Linked DNA regions of Canis lupus: region 1 is linked to region 2. The links are chromatin contacts, called in public Hi-C maps. All regions are on one chromosome and are shown on one strand. Each heading gives the region's core, a stretch centred on a gene start, on an enhancer-like site or on the middle of the called end of the contact. The rest is flanking DNA. Distances are from core to core; before and after follow the strand shown. Region 1 holds the start of CD58 (lymphocyte function-associated antigen 3). Region 2 overlaps CD58 (lymphocyte function-associated antigen 3).

Region 1 (4,397 bases), core at 587-3,086, 38 kb before region 2:
ATAGAGATACCTTTAGGATTTATGGTTATTTATTTATTTATTTATTTATTTATTTATTTATTTATTTATTTATTTATTTATTTTTGGTAGGCTCCACACCCAGCATGGAGCCCAACACAGGGCTTGAACTCAACAGTGCTGCATCAAGACCTGAGCTGAGATCAAGAGTTGTGTGCTCTAGGCGCCCCTAGATAACTTAAGATTTTTTTGGCTGACTTAAGAACTAATGAATCCTTACAGTATAGTTCAGATGTCTTGAGTAGTTTGGGGATCCTGGCTTGAGGATGATGGAGATGACAGCAACAATATGGCAATTTCCCCTGTTTCACAACTGACAGGTTGGTGTTTATTAGGACAGCAGGATATCCTGTTCACTGGAAGAGCTTCAGAGTTCCCTTCCCTCCCACAGCTGGGCAGGAGCAAGTCGTGCTTCTCTCTGAAAGGGGACAGACGGGAAGGCATGTGGGGAGCTGGTTCTGGGAGTTCTTTGACAAATTTGACAGACAAGCCAATCAAGAATTCTTACCACCACTAGGCTAGGGGGCGCCTGGGTGGTTCGGTGGGTTAAACGTCTGAGGTGGGCCCAGGTCAAGATCCCCGAGTCCTGGGCTGGAGCCCCACATTCTGGCTCCCTGCTCGGCGGGGAGTCTACTTCTCTCTCTGCCCCTTCCGCGGCTCATGCTCTTTCTCTAATAAGTAAATAAAACCTTTTTTTTTTTTTTTTTTTTAAGAAGATTAAGCACTAGGATGGTGTGTCCAGGTGCCTGTTGCAGCTGAGGTGGGGGGTTCTGGGGGGAGGCCCAACGGTGCGGAGCGACTGGACCGACTTCTCAGCGTAAAGGAAAGCCCACAGCTGAGTTGGAGGAAGAGGAAAACAAAGAGGAAATTGAGAAGGGAGAAACCCAAGGCTAGGACCCCCAGCTCTGGGGAAGGTAGTGTTGGGGGGGTCGGGGGGGGGGCAGGCTTAAGGAAAATGTGGCCTGGACCGGAGTGACACGGGCGGGGCCGGCTGCACCAGGTAATCAGGCACGTTGTAGCAGTTGCCCCCAATGCCCTGTGCTTTCGTTCTACTCCCCCAGGACGGTGACTGGCAGGAGAAGGCGACTCCGGGGGGCGGGGCGGGGCGGGGCGGGGCGGGGGGCCGGCGGCTGCGGCCGTTGCTCCAAGCGCTGCAGGAAGCCTTGGCAGCCCCTCGGTGCCTGCGCAGTTCCCCTGGCACCTGGGGGCCAGCTTCGCGGGGGCGGTGAGCGCGGCATCCCGGGCTACCGAGGCCTCCGTCACGTCCCAACGTCCAGGGAAAGTGCCGGAGGAGCGCGAGGCACCGAGATAAGCCACGGGGCGCGGTTAAGCGTCTGCCTTCAGCAGGTCGTGATCCTGGGGTTCTGGGGTCGAGCCCCGCGTCGGGCTCCCTGCTTGGCGTGGAGCCTGCTCGCCCTCTCCTACTCCCCCTGCCTGTGCTCTCTCTCTGTGTCAAATAAACAAAATTTAAAAATCCAAAAATGGATAAATAAAAACGTAAGCCACTTTGGAGGAGGAGCTCCGCAGAGCAGACTGGTGGCAGCGGAACGACTCTGGGGTCCGGGTGGGCGCGCGACCGCACCGCGGGGAGAGGAGGCAGGCGCGGGGGCGCAGCGGGGGCGCAGCGGGGCGGGGCCCGAGGCCGGGGGCGGGGGCGGGGCAGGGGGCCGGGCCCGGGGCGGGGGGCCGGGACGGGAGCCGAGGCCGGGGTGGGGCGGGGGGCAAGACCCGGGGCGGGGGCGGGGGCGGGGGCCGAGGCTCGGGCCCGGCGCGGGGCCGGGCGGGGCGGGGGCGGGGCGGGGGCGGGGCGGGGCGGAGTCCGGGGCGGGGCCCGGGTTTGAGGCCCCGGCCACCCGGGAACCCATCGTCCGGGCTGAGTCCTGCCGGGAGGCCTGCCGGCCGCGCCATGGCCGCAGGGAGAGCGCGGGGCGCGGCGGCGGGGGTGCTCTGCGCGATGTGCCTGCTGCTCCAGTTCGGTGAGTGGAGGCCTTCCCGGGCTCGCCGGGGCCGGGGCCGGGACCGCGCTGGGGGTGTCGGTGGCCTCGGGGCTCCGCGGCCGGCGGACGCCCCGAGTCGAGGCGGCTCAGGGGGACTGGAGACCAGGAACGCAGCCCGCGGGGCGAGGCGGGACCTCGTCCGGCCGACTCGTCGCTTCAGTCTCCCGTGGGCCGCCAGGAAGCCACTCTGACCTTAGGCACGCGAATCTTCGTTGGGAGGAGGGGCGGGACTGCGCTCCGGGGCCGGGCCCGACACCCCCGTCGTGCCCGCTCGGGGTTCCTCCGGAAGGGTGTGCCCTGGCTGACGTTCCAGGGACTCTAGGTCGCTCGTGGTTCCCCCCGCCCCGCCAGCCCCAGGGGACCGTCGCCGAGCCCTCGGACGGCCCTTTCACTGCTTCCGCGGGGCTGAGCTCTCCCAGGACCGGCCCCGGCCCCGGCCCCGGGTCGCACCTGCGCAAGGACGCGGCTTATCCGCGGCGCGCCCCGAGCGGAGGAGGGCGCAGGAGCGCGGCTGCAGCCTGGTGCCGGGGCCCCGCCGCGCCCCCGTCACCCCCCGTCCCCCCCCGTGACCCCCGCCGCCCTGCTCCGCCCGCCCCCCTTCCCCCCCCGTGCCCCCCGCGCCCCAGCCGCGCCCGCCCCTGCGCCGCTCCTGCGGGCCGAGAACCCGGCCTGGGTCAGCGAGCCGCCGAGGGAAATGTCTGAATCTTTCCGGGGTCCTGAGCGGGGCGGCTGGTGCTCCTTTGCCCTCCCTTGAAAACGTCAAAGAACTCCACGTGTCTAGAACGGAGTTCATCCTTTTCCCACTCCTTGTGCCCGTCTCCCTTTTTGCCTCCCCCCCCCCCCCCCCGCAAAGCCCTGCACACGGAGTCACAGCCAAACTCTTGGAGGGAGCACAGTACTAAACCCTTCACTACTTCTTCTTTCCTTGAGGGTTTCCTGTTGGGGCCCGCCTTGCACATGCTACAGATCAACCTTGCATCCTCATTTCTGCCTCAGCTTCCGTGGAGTGCTGTGGACCCGCGTCTGCGGAGGACAGCCTAGCGGGTTGGGGTGCAGAGATAGCACAAGTGCCTACAGTACAAGGCACAGAAGTAAATGGAAGTCACGCTGAGCATAAAATGCGATGGTCGTGCACAGGGAGGGGACCAAGGTCTTTTGTGAAGTCAAGTATTTCTTGTAAAGCAGAGATTCCACGGAAGGAAGGATATTTGAACCTGTCCTCTGAGGATGGGTGGCGGTGTGGGCGTGCCATGATGTGGGGAAAAGGGAAGCAGCATGTACAAGGTGAACCTGGGCAGTGAAGAGTCCCAGTCCCAGGGTCTCCAATGTCACTGGAGCATAAATGTGCCCATAGGAGCTGGAGGCCCCACGGCAGAGCCCTGATCCAAGCCCCATTGGGAGTGTCGATTATCTTCTGCAGGCAGAGAATTCTTTCTGGGCCTCACAGAATCAGAACCGTGCATTGAGGAGGAATAATCTGGCAGCAGTACAGAGGAAAGGGTGCAGCTGAGAGTAATTGGAGGCCCGGATGCCATCACAGGACCCAGAGAGCTCTGAGGCTTTCCTATGCCGGTGGAAAGTTCTGTGAGCCTGGCTTGTCTCGGAAGAGAGAGAGTACCACTCACTGGTGAAGAAGGGTAATAATAGTGTGTACTTCCTAGAGTGTGAACATCAGTCACAAACACGTTCTTACTGATTGTCAACTATGTGTTGGGCACTAGACGTGAGACCTGGGCTGCAACAAGGAACAGACTTCCCTGCTTTTGTGAAGTTTACTTAGTAGTGGGGGAGAGAATCAGTAACTGAATAAATGAGTAAATATGTACATGTTGGGTGGTGGTAAACATTTACTAATACAGAGATTAGTAATTTGGAGGAAAGGGGTGTGGGCACAATTCGTATTTCCTTTTAATTCTTTAAAACTTTGGAATGTTGGAAATGTTTAGAACAGTTGCAAAAAACAATGTGACAAACACTAACTTTTCTCCTGAAATCCCCAGTTACTAACATTTTTGACACATTTGGTTTACTTCTCTCTGTTTATACACACTTAATTTTTTTGTCTAAACATTTGAGAGTTGCAGATCTTATGACACCTCACCCTTAAGTATTTCAGCATATGTCTTCTAAGAACAATATGTCTCCAGTAAGCCATGGAACCATGATCACAATCAGGAAACGCACCATTGATACAATACTGTTTTGTGATAGAGTCTATAGGCTGATCCAGGATCACACACTATATTTGGTAGTACTGCCTCTTTAATTCCCTTTAGTCTAAAACTTGCCAACTCTCTCTCTCTCTTTTTTTTTTGGTACTTATGGTATCACTATTTTTCAAAGGTCTAAATCAGTTTTATAGAATGTCCCTCAATTTGGATG
Region 2 (4,043 bases), core at 55-2,554:
GCTAAATTGGACCAAAGGTTCTGAAAAGCTAAATTGAACCAAAGCTAAATTCAACCAAAGACTGAGTTGGTTGGAGGAGATGGGGCTTAGGATGAGTGCTTAGCGCTGAAGGTAGTACTTCCTGTAGACTTCTAGCCACCATCCCAGGAGGCCCTAAGACTGGTTTCCCTCCATCTCCACTCCCCAGAGCCCTTGGTTTAGTTTGTTTTTTTGTTTTGTTTTTTTTTTATTTATTCATGAGAGACGCAGACAGAGAGGTAGAGACACAGGCAGAGGGAGAAGCAGGCTCCCATGTGGGACTAGATCCCAGGACTCTGGGATCATGCCCTGAGCGGAAGGCAGACACTCAACCACTGAGCCATCCAGGCCTTCTGAACCCTTGGTTTTGATGGGTTTATGGTAAAAGGGCTACTCACATTACGGTAGGAGGGTAACTACTCTTGGTCTGCATCTTACGAGTTACTAACATGAGACCTTTTTTTTTTTTTTTTTTATAGCTCCAGCTGACCGGTACTACAAGATGAAATGTATAGTTACTAAGTTATTTAAATAACGGAATGGAAAGCCATCTGATTAACCATTCAAGTATTACATCATCTTCAAGGGAATTTTGGAAATTTAATCCTGAAGTGGTCCCTCATCAGAATATTCTGTTTTGGAAGCAATATCACCCAACAGCCAGCATCAGTATCTATTCTATGCCTCTTACAGTCTATGACTAGATACTATAAGTGACTTTTATCTTGAAATTTTTTACTACAAATTTTATATTGCATATAAAGTTGTAAATATATGTAACTTGGTGTAAATATGTACATAAGCAGTAGGTAGTTTGGCATTTTCTTTTCCTCTTAGGTCAGAAAAATATGATCACATACCTCAGAAGGTAAAGGCTTTTTCCTAAAATCTGTCTTCCACTTCCCTTTTGTTTTAGAGGGAAAAGGTTCATTGCAGAATTGGCAGTGGAGTGAGAGAGGAGATGGGCAAGATACTTGCCATGTGCTGGGTCCGTGGCTTTTGACTGAAGGCAAGAACACATGGGTCTCTGGTTTATTTTGCTGAGACCAGACCACCACCATCTAAACATGAGGAGGCTTGTCTCATTAAGATCTCCCAACTCACTCAGTATCTGGTGTTAGTTGTCACATGGGCAGGGAGACAGCAGAGAACTCTTAAAAACTGCGAAATCCCATATAAATGCAGAACAGCAGACTTGAATGAGGAAGTGGATGGCCCTGGCTGGCCCTCGGGTAGCCGTCGTATGTGCCAACATGCTAGGCCTTAAGCTCCTGAACTCACACCACCCCTGGAACTCCTGTCACATAAGAGTCTTCTGCCTAAAAGAGGAAACATCGCTTTTTTACACTAAGGCAAAGTGCATTGAAAGGAGCCCCATGGAACAGCTCTATCTGGGTCCCCTACAACTTTCAGCAAGAATGAGGTGGGGACCTGGGAGCCCTGAGTACTCCTGGGAGGACCCCTACTTCTCTGTAGTTCTCCCACCTCTGGCCAGCAAAGCTTCCAATCAAAGTTTGTATCGGGCTGATCTTGTGAAACCCTTCATTCCAGGCCCTGTGGGGACTCCCAGCACATCCTTTACCTTCCAGTATATAGGCTTCATCGCTATATGCTCTGAAAGGCCCTTTTCAGCCCCTCCAGCAACAGCAAAATTCCTTGTGTTCTCTGCTATGCATGTTCCCTTCACCTTTCTGTACTCACTGAAACCTGACCTCCCCAGGGGTGCTGCTTCCTGAGGCCCTGTCTAGGGCCCGCAGCTTTCTCTCCTGTACCCCTGGGACACTGGGCAAGAGTGCGGGCCAGTGCCCTGCTGGCTTCTGCCTGCTTCGAGTCCATGCCTCCATCCTTATTTCCAATGGGCAAACCAACCGATCACCAGCATCAAATGTCCCCCTTTTCTTGATTTTTTTATTACTCCTTAGCCTGTGGAGATTTTAGCACTAGGTCCAGAACACTCTTTCCTAATACTCCAGCCTTCAGAAACTGAGTGTGCTTTCAGAACCTCCAAACCAGGGCCTGGGCATGGCCTGCCGCAAGCACCTTGTCCTCCTCCCTTCCCAGCAGCCACCGCCCTGGTCTTGCCCCTGACCTTCCACCACCAATGCCCGCAGCCCCTCACAGTCTCCATTACAAGCATCCCGCTCCACTCTGTCTTGTGTGTCTCTTTGTGAGGGCCCCACTCCACAGACCCTGCAGCCCCACCAGGTCCTGCAAGCCAGTGACCCCACTGCCTCTCACCGGCCCACAGACACTGGGACTTCTCATTTCCCGAACCAAGCGGGGTCTCCCTGTTCATCATGAGAGGGACTCTGCTACCTTCACTCTTTTACCCTCCTGCTTGTCCTCACTTGGCCAGATCCCAACCGTGGGTGGAGTCACCTCTGCTGGTTCCCTCCTCATACCTGAGCTGCTGCACAGGCAGGACAGCACAGGGCTGAGGAGTGTCATCTTAGGGACCACAGACCCCTGAGGGGTTCCCAGTGGCTCCCAGTTGGCCTTATTGCATCACCCTGGCCTGCTCACTGTCTCCTCATCTCCCTTCCTAGACTTGCAGCCCTAGGTCCTCGTGCTTGGCTACTCCCCTCGCCTCCTCTGTCACCGAAAACAAAAGCATCTAGAAGAACCTCCCACCACATGTCCACACACCCAGCAGCATTGCCAACCATGTTCTTTGCCTCCCCTCTCATGACTGAGCATGAACCTTCCATGTTCCTCCCAAAACCAGTGTCTCCCCTTGTCTTAGTCTGCTGGGGCCTCCGTGACAAACTACCATAGACGGGGTGACCTAAAAGGCAGTAACTTCTTTTCTCACAGTCCTAGAGGCTGGAAAGTCCAAGATCAAGGTGCTGGCTGCTTCGGCTCCTGGTGAGGGCTCTCTTCCCAGCTTGCAGGTGGCTGCCTTCTCACCGTGTCCTCACAGCTGGGAGAAGAGTCCTGGTGTCTCCTCTTCTTCTCAGGGCAGCAGCTCTATCAGAGCAGGTTTCTACCCCTATGACCTCATTGAACCTCTGTCACCTCCTCCCAGGTCCTTTCTCCAAATAGAGTCACACTGGGGTTAGGGTCTCAACATATGAGTCTTAGGACGAAATTTCTGCCTATAACACTGCTCATGCGCAGGATCCCACCTGCCCTCATCTACTTCAGGACATCACCCTCCTTGTCCACCTCTCTCCTGCATCATCAGCATTGACCTTTCTGCTACCTCATACAAACATACTGTCATTTCTCATATCTTCAAAAAACCAAAATATTCTTGAATCACTTCCCTGCCTAGCTCTTGTCTCAGTTTTCTACTGTCTTTAACGGAAAAGTTTCTCAAAAGAAATGATCTGTACTTTTTTTTTCTTAGTCCTCTCTTATTCTTTCTTGAACCTGCCTCCATCAGGCTCTCTCTCTCTCACTCACACACACACACACACCACTGCTTGCAAGATTACCAGTGATACTACACACACACACACACACACACACACACACTGTGGTATCTGGTGGATAGTTCTCTAGCCTCTTCTTGCCCTGCTTGTAAGCAGCATTTGACTCAGTGGAGCACCTACTACATACTGAGCACTTTGTAGGCACTAGGTTCTATGGGGTATGTGGGAGGCAAACAGATTTATGGATGCTTCTGTTGAGTGCACTCAGTCCTAAAATGGAAATATATACAAAGAACTAAGGATTATAACCATATGACCCAACTATTCTACTCCTTGCTATGTACTCAAGAGAAATGAAAACATTCCACACAAAAACTTGCATGTGAATGTTCACAGTTCATGATTCACAAAATCTACATGTCCATCGACTTTTGAAAAGATAAATGTGGCATATCCATACGATGGGATAGTTGTCAGTATAAAAAGTATTGACGGTCTGAGGGTGCCTGGGTGGCTCAATTGGTTAAGTGTCTGACTCTTGATTTCAGCTCAGGTCTTGAACTCAGGTGGTGAGTTCAAACACCACGTTGGGCTCCCTGCTGGGTATGGAGCCTACTTAAAAAAAAAAAAGTAATGAGGTCTGGTATGTGC

What was found. A called contact is a pair of places that touch in the nucleus more often than the background predicts.
Region 1: a Hi-C map of blood shows a contact between it and region 2, with 3 times the contacts expected there. The contact joins the promoter of CD58 here to the enhancer-like site in region 2. A contact is called at or near these places in 3 of 9 Hi-C or Micro-C datasets (amygdala, blood and liver).

Annotation. Positions count from the first base shown.
Region 1 is chr17:54,536,045-54,540,441 of UU_Cfam_GSD_1.0, reverse strand. It overlaps CD58 (lymphocyte function-associated antigen 3), which reads left to right and starts at 1,836. Exons shown (of 6, transcript XM_038561872.1): 1 at 1,836-1,994. The coding sequence starts at 1,925. It overlaps LOC119869734 (a long non-coding RNA gene), which reads right to left and starts at 907. Exons shown (of 3, transcript XR_005372635.1): 1 at 527-907; 2 at 239-436.
Region 2 is chr17:54,497,577-54,501,619 of UU_Cfam_GSD_1.0, reverse strand. It overlaps CD58 (lymphocyte function-associated antigen 3), which reads left to right. Exons shown (of 6, transcript XM_038561872.1): 6 at 498-4,043. The coding sequence ends at 507. Among named protein-coding and RNA genes, the nearest start is that of CD58, 39 kb to the left of the region's middle. Within about 2 kb of position 1,304, at least 2 of the 20 cell types and tissues checked have an H3K27ac peak or open chromatin away from gene starts, as enhancers often do. A contact at or near this core is called in blood, where this site is marked.